Regions from separate parts of the Bombyx mori genome. Here region 2 is linked to region 1. Evidence: chromatin contacts called from public Hi-C data. All regions are on one chromosome and are shown on one strand. Each heading gives the region's core, a stretch centred on a gene start, on an enhancer-like site or on the middle of the called end of the contact. The rest is flanking DNA. Distances are from core to core; before and after follow the strand shown. Region 1 overlaps LOC101735454 (heterogeneous nuclear ribonucleoprotein Q). Region 2 holds the start of LOC101742821 (ER membrane protein complex subunit 1).

What was found. Hi-C and Micro-C count contacts between places; a contact is called where the count stands out from the background.
Region 2: a contact with region 1 is called in a Hi-C map of whole pupa, with 2.2 times the contacts expected there. The contact joins the promoter of LOC101742821 here to the enhancer-like site in region 1. A contact is called at or near these places in 4 of 7 Hi-C or Micro-C datasets (middle silk gland, midgut, posterior silk gland and 1 more).

What each region holds. Positions count from the first base shown.
Region 1 is chr6:13,854,788-13,859,728 of ASM3026992v2, forward strand. It overlaps LOC101735454 (heterogeneous nuclear ribonucleoprotein Q), which reads right to left. Exons shown (of 15, transcript XM_062669163.1): 11 at 3,547-3,638; 12 at 2,777-2,919; 13 at 2,196-2,255. Among protein-coding and RNA genes, the nearest start is that of LOC134199069, 12 kb to the left of the region's middle. Within about 2 kb of position 2,429, at least 4 of the 8 cell types and tissues checked have open chromatin away from gene starts, as enhancers often do.
Region 2 is chr6:13,914,272-13,919,212 of ASM3026992v2, forward strand. LOC101742821 (ER membrane protein complex subunit 1) reads left to right here and starts at 2,178. Exons shown (of 16, transcript XM_004923506.5): 1 at 2,178-2,365; 2 at 2,450-2,565; 3 at 3,367-3,498; 4 at 3,994-4,192; 5 at 4,647-4,941. The coding sequence starts at 2,223.

The sequences.
Region 1 (4,941 bases), core at 1,179-3,678:
AAGGATTTTTAGATCAAACTTTACTTTTTGAAATCTTTCCTTAGCTGAAAATAATAAAAAGTCTGTACAATAATCATAATGTAATGGCGAATGTGTTCATAACAAAACCGCACATTACCGAAAAATTTGGTCAGAGACAAGTTATTTATGAAATAACCATAGAGTATGTTTTTGAAAATATAACGAAGAACTGAACAACTCAACACTCATGAGTAAAATTCAATAATAAACGAAATCGTTAATGAGCATCATCAAGAAATACTATTCAAAGTAATAAATAGTTTGCTCCTCGAGTTTCGTTAAGAGTATAAGCTATTTATTGTATAAGTCCGACATCCCGTTGAACCGTATAATGGCTTATAGAGTCAGGAGCGAGCTGGAAGTTGAACCAAAACCACATTCCCCCCCTTCTGGTAATTCATTAATAAAGTCCTTAATTTAGTTATAGGTACTAAATATACGACGAGATATATGATGGTTCTCATTGCGTCTTTGAACTTTTTAGAATTACTAGCTGACCCGGCAAACCTTGTTTTGCCAAACCTATAAATTATTTTTGGGATAATTTTTTTGTGTGGACCATCTTAACATTTAGGGGTGTGAAAAATAGATGTTGATCAATTCTCAGACCTATCCGATATGCCCACAAAATTTCATGAGAATCGGTTGAGCCACTTCGGAGGAGTTTGGCAACAAACACCGCGACACGAGAATTTTATATATTCGATTCAGATATATTTTATTTAGAGGCGTTGTAGAGTCACCGATACTATAGTACTATTGTACCCTACTTTTTTTAAGTAAACAAACTCTTATATGTTCTGTAAAGCCTCATTCACAAGTGACGTTCCAATCGCGACATCAAAATCACCAGCTACCCGCATACGTAACGCAAAATGGTCGGCATCGTCTAAAAATATTCAAATACCTTCTATCTAATTAAAATACGCATTTTAATCTATTATCTACTTAACGGTTACATTCCTATAATACGAAAATAAAAATAAATACGGCAACACTAACTGCATTTTTAATGTCGACTTTCGGCTGGCAACGATAATAGTCTTCGCAAATTTAATTATCGGTCCAAAACCAGGCTTGTTAGTAACCCGCACTCTTAAACTTTGTATAGTGTACGGTAATATTATATATTATTGCGTTCATTGATAATAAAGCGTGTGATAAGTGTCAGATAAAACAAATGTGTGAGATGAAGGGAAGGGACTCTTCGTTAATGCGTAAAGTTACAACACCCTGTATGTTAGTTAGTGATATTTAAAACGACCGATAACAGTAGTGCTATAGATCATTACGCAAATTAAGCGGTCACACATCAACAATTACGACATTTTCTGCCATAATTTTGCAAGCATTTACACACACATTTATCTGAATCGCGCGAGTGGACAAAAACCTCAGACATTTTTTTCGTTAGTAAAAGTGTTGCCAGAATTCAGTTCCAAGAATCCTGTAAAGGCATCTACTTTTAAGATTATTGGATATTCTCGGCAGTTTCCTCAAAAATATTACATGCTCTCTCTACAACATGCCGTAGCGTAATAAGTTTCACGCTAATCGTCGCTAAGTCCGTGTCTGTGTAATTCCTTCTAGATACTTAGCACCAAATTCCAATTATAACTACTAAAAAAAATTACTAAACATGGCAACACAATATCGTTACCAGAATAAAAAAAAACTACCAAATACTTTTACAAGAAAAAAAACGGTTGAACGAAACAATCAGGTACCTATTTCTATGCAACTATTTAGTTTACATAATCTACCAATCTATGGAACATATAAAACATTCGTCTAAGTCAGCGGTCGGGGAACCGGGGTAAATTACCCCAAATGAGATAAAATGAAATTTTGGGGGGTAAAAATGAAGCTTTTGTGAGTAGAAAGTATATATTGAAGTGAAACTTCTTTAGAATCGTGATTTCAAACTCGATGAAACGAAATAAAATGAAACGAAAAAATAATATTTTTTTTAATAATTATCATGGGGTCTATAATATGAAAGATGCTAAAAAGAAGCGATTGCGTTTTTTTTGTTCTTTGCCACAGGGTAATATTAACTTACACAAAAATATTTTGGGCTAATAATTAAAAAAGTTCCCCGAACGCTAGTCTAAGTTATAATAATAAAAAATTAGAATAATAAGAAATTTGGAATAATTCAGTTCTGTCGGTACCTGAGTGCCTCCGGTTAGGTCGTAGTAAAGTGAGTTGGCTCCTAGGCCGAGCTCGTCGTCCTGAGTGAGGCATTCACCAAGCGGGTCAGTAAGTCTTCTTAATACAAACGTTGCAACAACATTACTAGTGTTATTCAAGCGTTCCGAGCGACGGAGACGCTGGGGGGGTCACTTACAAAGCAAAGCACTACTACATGGTGGTGACAAGCGCGGCGAGATGATAAGCGGTGCCAACGAGGAATGTCAACGGACACGAAGCGCTAGGGGAGACGGGCGTGTTAGTCGGAGCGGCCTCAGCCATATAGACCTGATGGTGGCCCCCCGCGGCCCCCGCGAGCACGTCCGTCCGCCTTAGTATAATCACCACCGTCAGGCCTACACACTACCGTTTTACCGAGTCACTAACTCCATTCGAGGACAGGATTCAACAAAATCATTAAAAAGAAAAAAATTAAACTATTGATGATAAAAATTTGGCAACTCAAAAAAAATAAATCAATAGAACAATGATGAGTAGAGCGAGGAGCGACTAGTGACTAGTAAATAAGTGATAACATTAGTGAGTGTGTGTGGGGACCCACCGGCTGCGGTCTGTTGGGAGGCTGGCGGACGGCGGACGGTTGCGGCGGCCCCGCGTAATCAAAATAGAACTCATCGTACCGGTAAAACGGCTCATTGTAGCCACCTCGGTAATCACCGTATCCGTAATAGTCGTAATCATAATCTATAAACACACAACACAGGCCTTTTAGAGGCTAAGCTATACTAACGCTAACTTACAAGCTAGGGGGGCGGGCCCCTCCGCTCGGGAGCTACATGCATGGCCTACGTCCTCTTCGTAACACACACAACAATTACAAACTCGGATCGTCAGCAGACGACGCGGCCCACCACCGTGCCCTACTACCAGACACTTCTGAAACCGAATAAGTACATCAACTCCAAATGTTGCGTTCAAATGACGTTTTAGATATAAAAGCATGCGGTTCGGGGGGGTCAAGCTGTAAGTAATGTTATGTCGTTTAAATGATCGGTGCAGTTATACAGTTAGCCCTTCTAAATATAGTTTTAGGGAGTGAAACGTTTCTTCGGTTTGTCTATGAATTGCGTTAATCAGACACGCAGAGGTCGATCTAGCCAAGTCCTACGTCGGCTGGGCGGGCGCGGGTCGGCAGCGTTAGTAAGGGATGAGTGGCAGTGTGCGAGTGTCGCGCGGGGACCACACCGTGTTCACAGTTGGATAGTGTGAGTAGTGGCGGAGGGTGAGAGAGCACGTGTGTCGTCACATCGGTTAGTCGTTAAGTCCGCGGGCGACAGATGTCGCTGGCGGCGTGGTGCGTGCGGCACTGACCGTAGTCGGGGCGGGCGTGCTGCGGGCGCGGCGCCTGCTGCGGCGTGCGGCCCCGCATGGCGTGCGGCGGCGAGCACCCGCACCAGTCGAACCTGCGCAGGGCGAGCTCGTCAACGTCCCTCGACGATACAAATTCTCCAAATGCCATTTTAAATCATGCCTCATTTTTTTAACTGAATTCAGCCGAAACTTCACAAAAACTTATCAATTTTTTTATTGCTTATATGAGTGGACGAGCTCACAGCCCACCTGGTGTTAAGTGGTTACTGGAGCCCATAGACATCTACGATGTAAATGCGCCACCCATCTTGAGATAACAGTTCTAAGGTCTCAAGTATAGTTTCAACGGCTGCCCCACCCTTCAAACCGAAACGCATTACTGCTTCACGGCAGAAATAGGCAGGGCGGTGGTACCTACCTGCACAGACTCACAAGAGGTTCTACCACCAGTAGAATTAAATTCTTTGATAAACAACAAGCCAGAACTTTAAAGTTTGTGTGAAATTTTCAATCGACGCACACAAGACAAAATCAACGTATTTTAATCAACAGCTTTAAAGCTTTTAAAATAATTATTACGACCAACGCAAACAAGACTTTGTCTCGGCAGCGACATCCAATACTCAATTCGCCAGTTTTATATTCTCAACCAGAAATGATGGATTCCGGAAATCCATCATCTCTCGTGTCAATATCAAAACACCAAAGCACAAGACTGACGTCTAGAGCGGCACGTAAATAAAAAACTTCAGAGGTGTCAAGGGACACCCGGATGGAACGAAGTTCCTTTCGATTAATTAGTGAAGGAATTGTAATTTTTTTTTAAAGTTATAATAATAAATTACGGCATTATGAAGAAGAAAAAAACAATACTATGAACTAAATTACTATTGTTGAAACGCTATCTCGAGAATACGCGGACCAATCGGATACGAGCAATGTCACGCGATAAGCGCCTACACGTTGATTGGTCAGAATGACGGATCTAAAAAGTGTCGTGACAACTTTTCGTAAGAATTTTTTCCGTCTAGTCCCCTTTCACAACGCGCGATAAGGAACTTCGTTCCAAAAACACAAACATCGATAGAACGTGAAAATAAATTGCGTGAACAAAACATCGATTCTGAGGGACACTTCCTCTAGCGTAGTTTTGTAAAGCAAATGAGGAGACAAAGCTTCTAACGTTCGTGTTCGACATTTATTAACAGTGCGTCTGCAAAACAAGATCCACTTTAGCCATAGGGCAGCACGTCTCGACGGGTGAAAAGTTTAGCGACATTGTTGCAGCTTTACAGGGAAGCCATTTAAAGTTTAAAATTTGGAAAATAAATGATAACAAAAAAACTTCTTCAGCTATCTGAATGGAGTAAGGTTAAATTGAAGTTCAATTAAAAA
Region 2 (4,941 bases), core at 928-3,427, 59 kb after region 1:
AAGTTCTGTTCTGCATCATGTCAAAACGGAAAATTAAAGTACTGTCATTAAGTGATAAACTTAAAATAGTGAATGCGTTTGAATCCGAAAAATCGCGAAATGAAATTCAGAGGGAGCATTAGCGAGAAACTCGGGTTAGTGAGAAACCTCTATAAGCGAGAATGAGATTGTGCTCCCTTGAACTCTCGCTTATCCAGGTTTGACTGTATTTGATATGTTCCGTCACAATTTCAAGCGGAAGGCGGTAACAGTTCAGAAAAAAAAAAACGCAACTTGGTGCACGTGAATGAAGTGAAACTTCTTTTTCGATATTTATTATTGTGGTTTTCTTCACTTTTCATCCTTATATCAGATTGTCCTTTTAATAGGGAATGCTGTGTATAGGAAATGCGACATCTTCAACATTTATATTATAATATATATTTTAAATTATAGATAGAAAAATAAATACTTATATTTTTTTATTTTGAAATACATCAATAGAATATTGGACGCTACTCGCAACTTTTTTTTTCCTACCTATGCTGATAGCCTTGAGAGGCTATTTCAGCTTCACCCTAACGTTTGTAGGTGAGCTCACGGGGCTCAAACCGGAGAGATGCTAACTAGTAAGAGCAGTGCTTCGCAGAATCTACCACCGGATCGGAAACGCGACCCACTGAGAAGATCCGGCGAGAAACTCAGTGGGCTGTGTCTATGGGTTAATTCGCTCGTCGAGCCCTTCGTCGCAAGCAACGGGTTCGACGAGGACGGTGACCGGTGCTTGTGGTGCCTAAAAACACCGTTAATGGATCAGGAAGATCCATAATGACGTGCTTTGGGTGACGTCGACGGTTTACCATACGGTCTACAGGGTCGGGTATGTAGTTTCCAGCGGCCACGACAAGAGGGTTATTATATCGTGCCGCCTTCTCAAAATGGCGCAACGATGCCGACTGTAGATACTTACTAACGGAATCGAGCTCCAGGTCATCGTGGAGATCCACGTTCCTCAGGAACCATGGCGCTCCGACGGAGTCGCTACTAACGCTCGCGCTGGTCTGTAACAAGGTATACTACGCGTATGTTCGAGTGCCACACATTCACTCTCGCTCTCTTTCTTTCAGTATGGTAGCGTTAAGCGTTTAACGCAACGTTGACGGAAGCTTTTTTTTTTTTATTGCCTTTGTAGGCAGACGGGCATACGGCCCACCTGATGGTGAGTGGTTACCGTCGCCCATGGACTTCAGCAATGCCAGGGGCAGAGCCAAGCCGCTGCCTACCGAAAAGTTGCATTAGAAGTTTCACTTCAAAAATTTTTTTTACTTTACGCAGAGAATTTGAATATTTCAGGGCAGTCAAGTACATTATTTGACCTAATTAGTAAGTCATATTATCATTTTATACCGTTAGCGCTCATGATCACTAAGTGTTTAGTAGGGAATGTTACTAACATTAGCAGGTTTATTTGGGCCACTACACTCCCTTTGACAACCAATGCCCTACGTTCCATGTCCATGTCCATCTTTTAATTCCTCAGTTACAATGTGCCCTAAATATTTTAACTGGGTTACTCTTTGTACAGGTTAGCCACAGAGGATTACAGGCGGGACATGAGGCGGTCTTTTGCTTACACCTCTGAACATCAACAGCTCACTTTTACTTGGGTTATATTTTAGGCAATGATGCTCGGCATAGGATTCACATATGGACAGCAACTTTCTTAACTCACACATTGATAGAATCAGCAGCACCATCTTATCTGCTTTAATAAAGATATGATATAGATGTGATAGAAATACAATTCTACAACCTATTCAACGTTACCAACAATTCTACGTTAATGCTTAATGTGTTTAATTAGCTTAATCTGTATATTTAATTAATTTCAGGTGCTTCGATAGTTTGCTTTTCTTTTTGGAATGGTTGCATTGAGTAAGTTATTTAAACTAGTCGTTTGAAGAAATAATAAGACAATTACTAAAATATGCATACCAACTAAAATGTGCACAGAAAGATCACTCAGGTTTCCAGTACAGGTTGCGTACAGTATAAACCAGACGAAAAGTTTTCTTTTAGTTATAAGGTTGATCCTTCTAGAATAGCAGTTTTTGTAGTTCCTCTAGAAAAATGTTAGTATAACCAGGCCATAAAATCTTTAAAAAAATTATGGCAATCTATAATCGTTATGTCAATGTCAGGATTGTCAATTATCACCGCTGTCAGACACTGGTCTTTCGGAGATGGGGAATTTGTCAATAAATCTAAAGCCTAATTTTATGGGTTTATTAAAATGTTTAAACAGTATAAATTGGTTTATTGTGTTTTTTAGTCTAATTAATTTATCCATGTGCATTTATGAGGATCAAATCGGGAAGTTTGACTGGTAACTATGCATTTTAGGTTATGCCCCTTGTATGACATCGTTAGTTTTCAAGGATTATTTTTCTAATAAAATTAACCTTTTCAGGCGCCAAAGCTATGTTGGGCGTATAAAGTTCGCCCAATTCGATACGGTTTCAACCGCCAGGAAGATAATAGTAGCGACCGAAGAGAATGTTTTAGCTGCACTCAATCTGAAGACAGGTACGCCGATTTTAATTATTCGAAACTTTTAAAAAATAATTTTTAGTTCAAAACACGGTATTGATAGATATCTGCATCAATAAGTTCACAGTATTCGTTGATTTTATGGTTGAATACTTAAAACATGATGTAGTCAGTCATAGTTTTAAAATTGCTATAGTCAGGGCTCCACCGATTCATTAGGGTATATATAGTGTGTATGTCCTATGGTTTTGATAAGAACCCATACTTAAATCTTACTGTTTATTGTCCCTATCACTATTTATGATAACTTGATTACTTAAATTTATTGATTATGCATTATAAAATCAACACAGTTAAAACATATTAATTAATAACTATAATTATGCACATGTCTTGTTTCAAATACACCTAAATTTTTATTGCTTAGGAAAATCATAGATTAACTAATCTTATTAGGTAGCAGTCTGTTTAGTAGGATTTAGAGATACCAGAGCTTAGTTATCAGTTACCTGGTTGAGTAATGTAGGCCTACAATAGCACCACCCTGTCTTTTTACTAACTCAATCATTTACAGAATAAAAAAAAAAAATGCCAACCTCTTTGAATTTAAATAATAACATTCTCTCAGTGCTCTTTTTGTATCATATTCATTAAAGCTGTACTAGCATAAGTGAGGTACCTATCCAAGTGAGCTCACAAAATTATTTATCACTAGTATATATGCAGTTTTTTGGTAAAAAATAAAATTGGAAATTTAACGGCTGTTAAAACTATACACTCAATAAACTCAATTTATATTCAATATTCAAACTCAACTCATATTTTAAAATTTAACAGGGCAGGTAGTGTGGAGGCATGTGTTTGAGAGTACATCTTCTGGCAACATCCAGTTGCTGCATCTATCAGATCAAATAATCACCGTGACGGGCTCCAATCCTTATCTCGTTAGGGGATGGGACTTGAGTACTGGTACGTAAAAATATTTAATTGGCTTTTTAGGGGTGATGATTCTTTTGCAGACTGAAAGGGAAATGAGTGTGTCAACTGGGCCATCAGTATCATTTATTTTGCTTATATTTAATTCTACACAAGTATTTCAATTTCTAAAACTGTGTCTATAGGACCGAAACAAATCAATCATTATTATATGGATATTATGTTTTCTAGTAATTAAGTCATTAATTGTTAGTATGTCTGCATGCCTTCTATAGCTGTAAAAAATTGTACTAATGATTAAAAATATGGTGCAACATAAAAAAAAAGAATCAGTTACATACATCAAGTAAGAAAACACTTGATTTAAATTCCAAATTTTTATGCAAAATCAGTTTGCATTATTACTAGACATTATTGCTGTATTCATTATTTATAGTAATCTAGTATTCATCATTATATATAGTACCATAAAGGCATAATGAAATATTACTAATAATAATAAAATATAATCATGGGTATTTTCTTCAGGCGTACTAATTTGGGAATGGGGCCTCACCCTCCAGAAGAATGAGCACACTGATTTCTCCGAATGGTGGGTTCAGAATGGTCTGCTTGTTCATATGGTGCCGAAATTTGGCTCTCACATTGAGGTCAGCGTCTACAATGTAGCTACTGGACATAATCGAGGAGCAACTTCGAAACTACCTGCTGTTTGGATCAATGAGGGGTTTGTATTTTTAACCTGCTAACTCCAATTAAAGTACTGATTGTACCATTTTAAATTGTAAAAATAATAATAGACTGAATATAATCAAATTCTAATCAATAATTGATTAATTGTCATAAAAATGATTCATATTATTGATAAAAATCATATGCTGAATTAATGAAGAGGACTCAGACAGTCGTGCTAAAAATGTATTTTTATTCTAATGTATTGACTTCAGTCATCCATATCAAACTGGGGCAAACTTTGTTGTGGTCTTTATGCATTCTATTGACCTCTAACATAAGGTGGGCAGAGGAACCTATGGCCTGATTTTATGATCTCTGCTTTCGGTCTTCACATATGCAAAGAATCCAGCCAAAATGTTGTCTGTTCATTTATGATAACTTTTTAAACTAATTATAAATAGTGGTAGATTCAAATAATAATCGATAATTTATTTCATATTCCATAGCTGTGTCTTATCTCCACCATATTACACCTGTATCTCGGGATCACCCGGAAACCAGCTGCTCTTATCCATGGATGTTACGTCTGATGCTGTACAAATCATAAGCAAACCTTTAGCAGAATACACAACGGCAAGGAATGGAAACCTGAATCCCTTCGACACTAACACAGTCATACCAGGGTTTCTATTAAATGAAAAAATCATATTGATCCGTGGCAATAAGTTTGAAGCGATCAATATAGCTATCAGTGAGCCATCTGCAAGTGTTGCTCTTGTGGATAGCGCTAGCGGACCATTA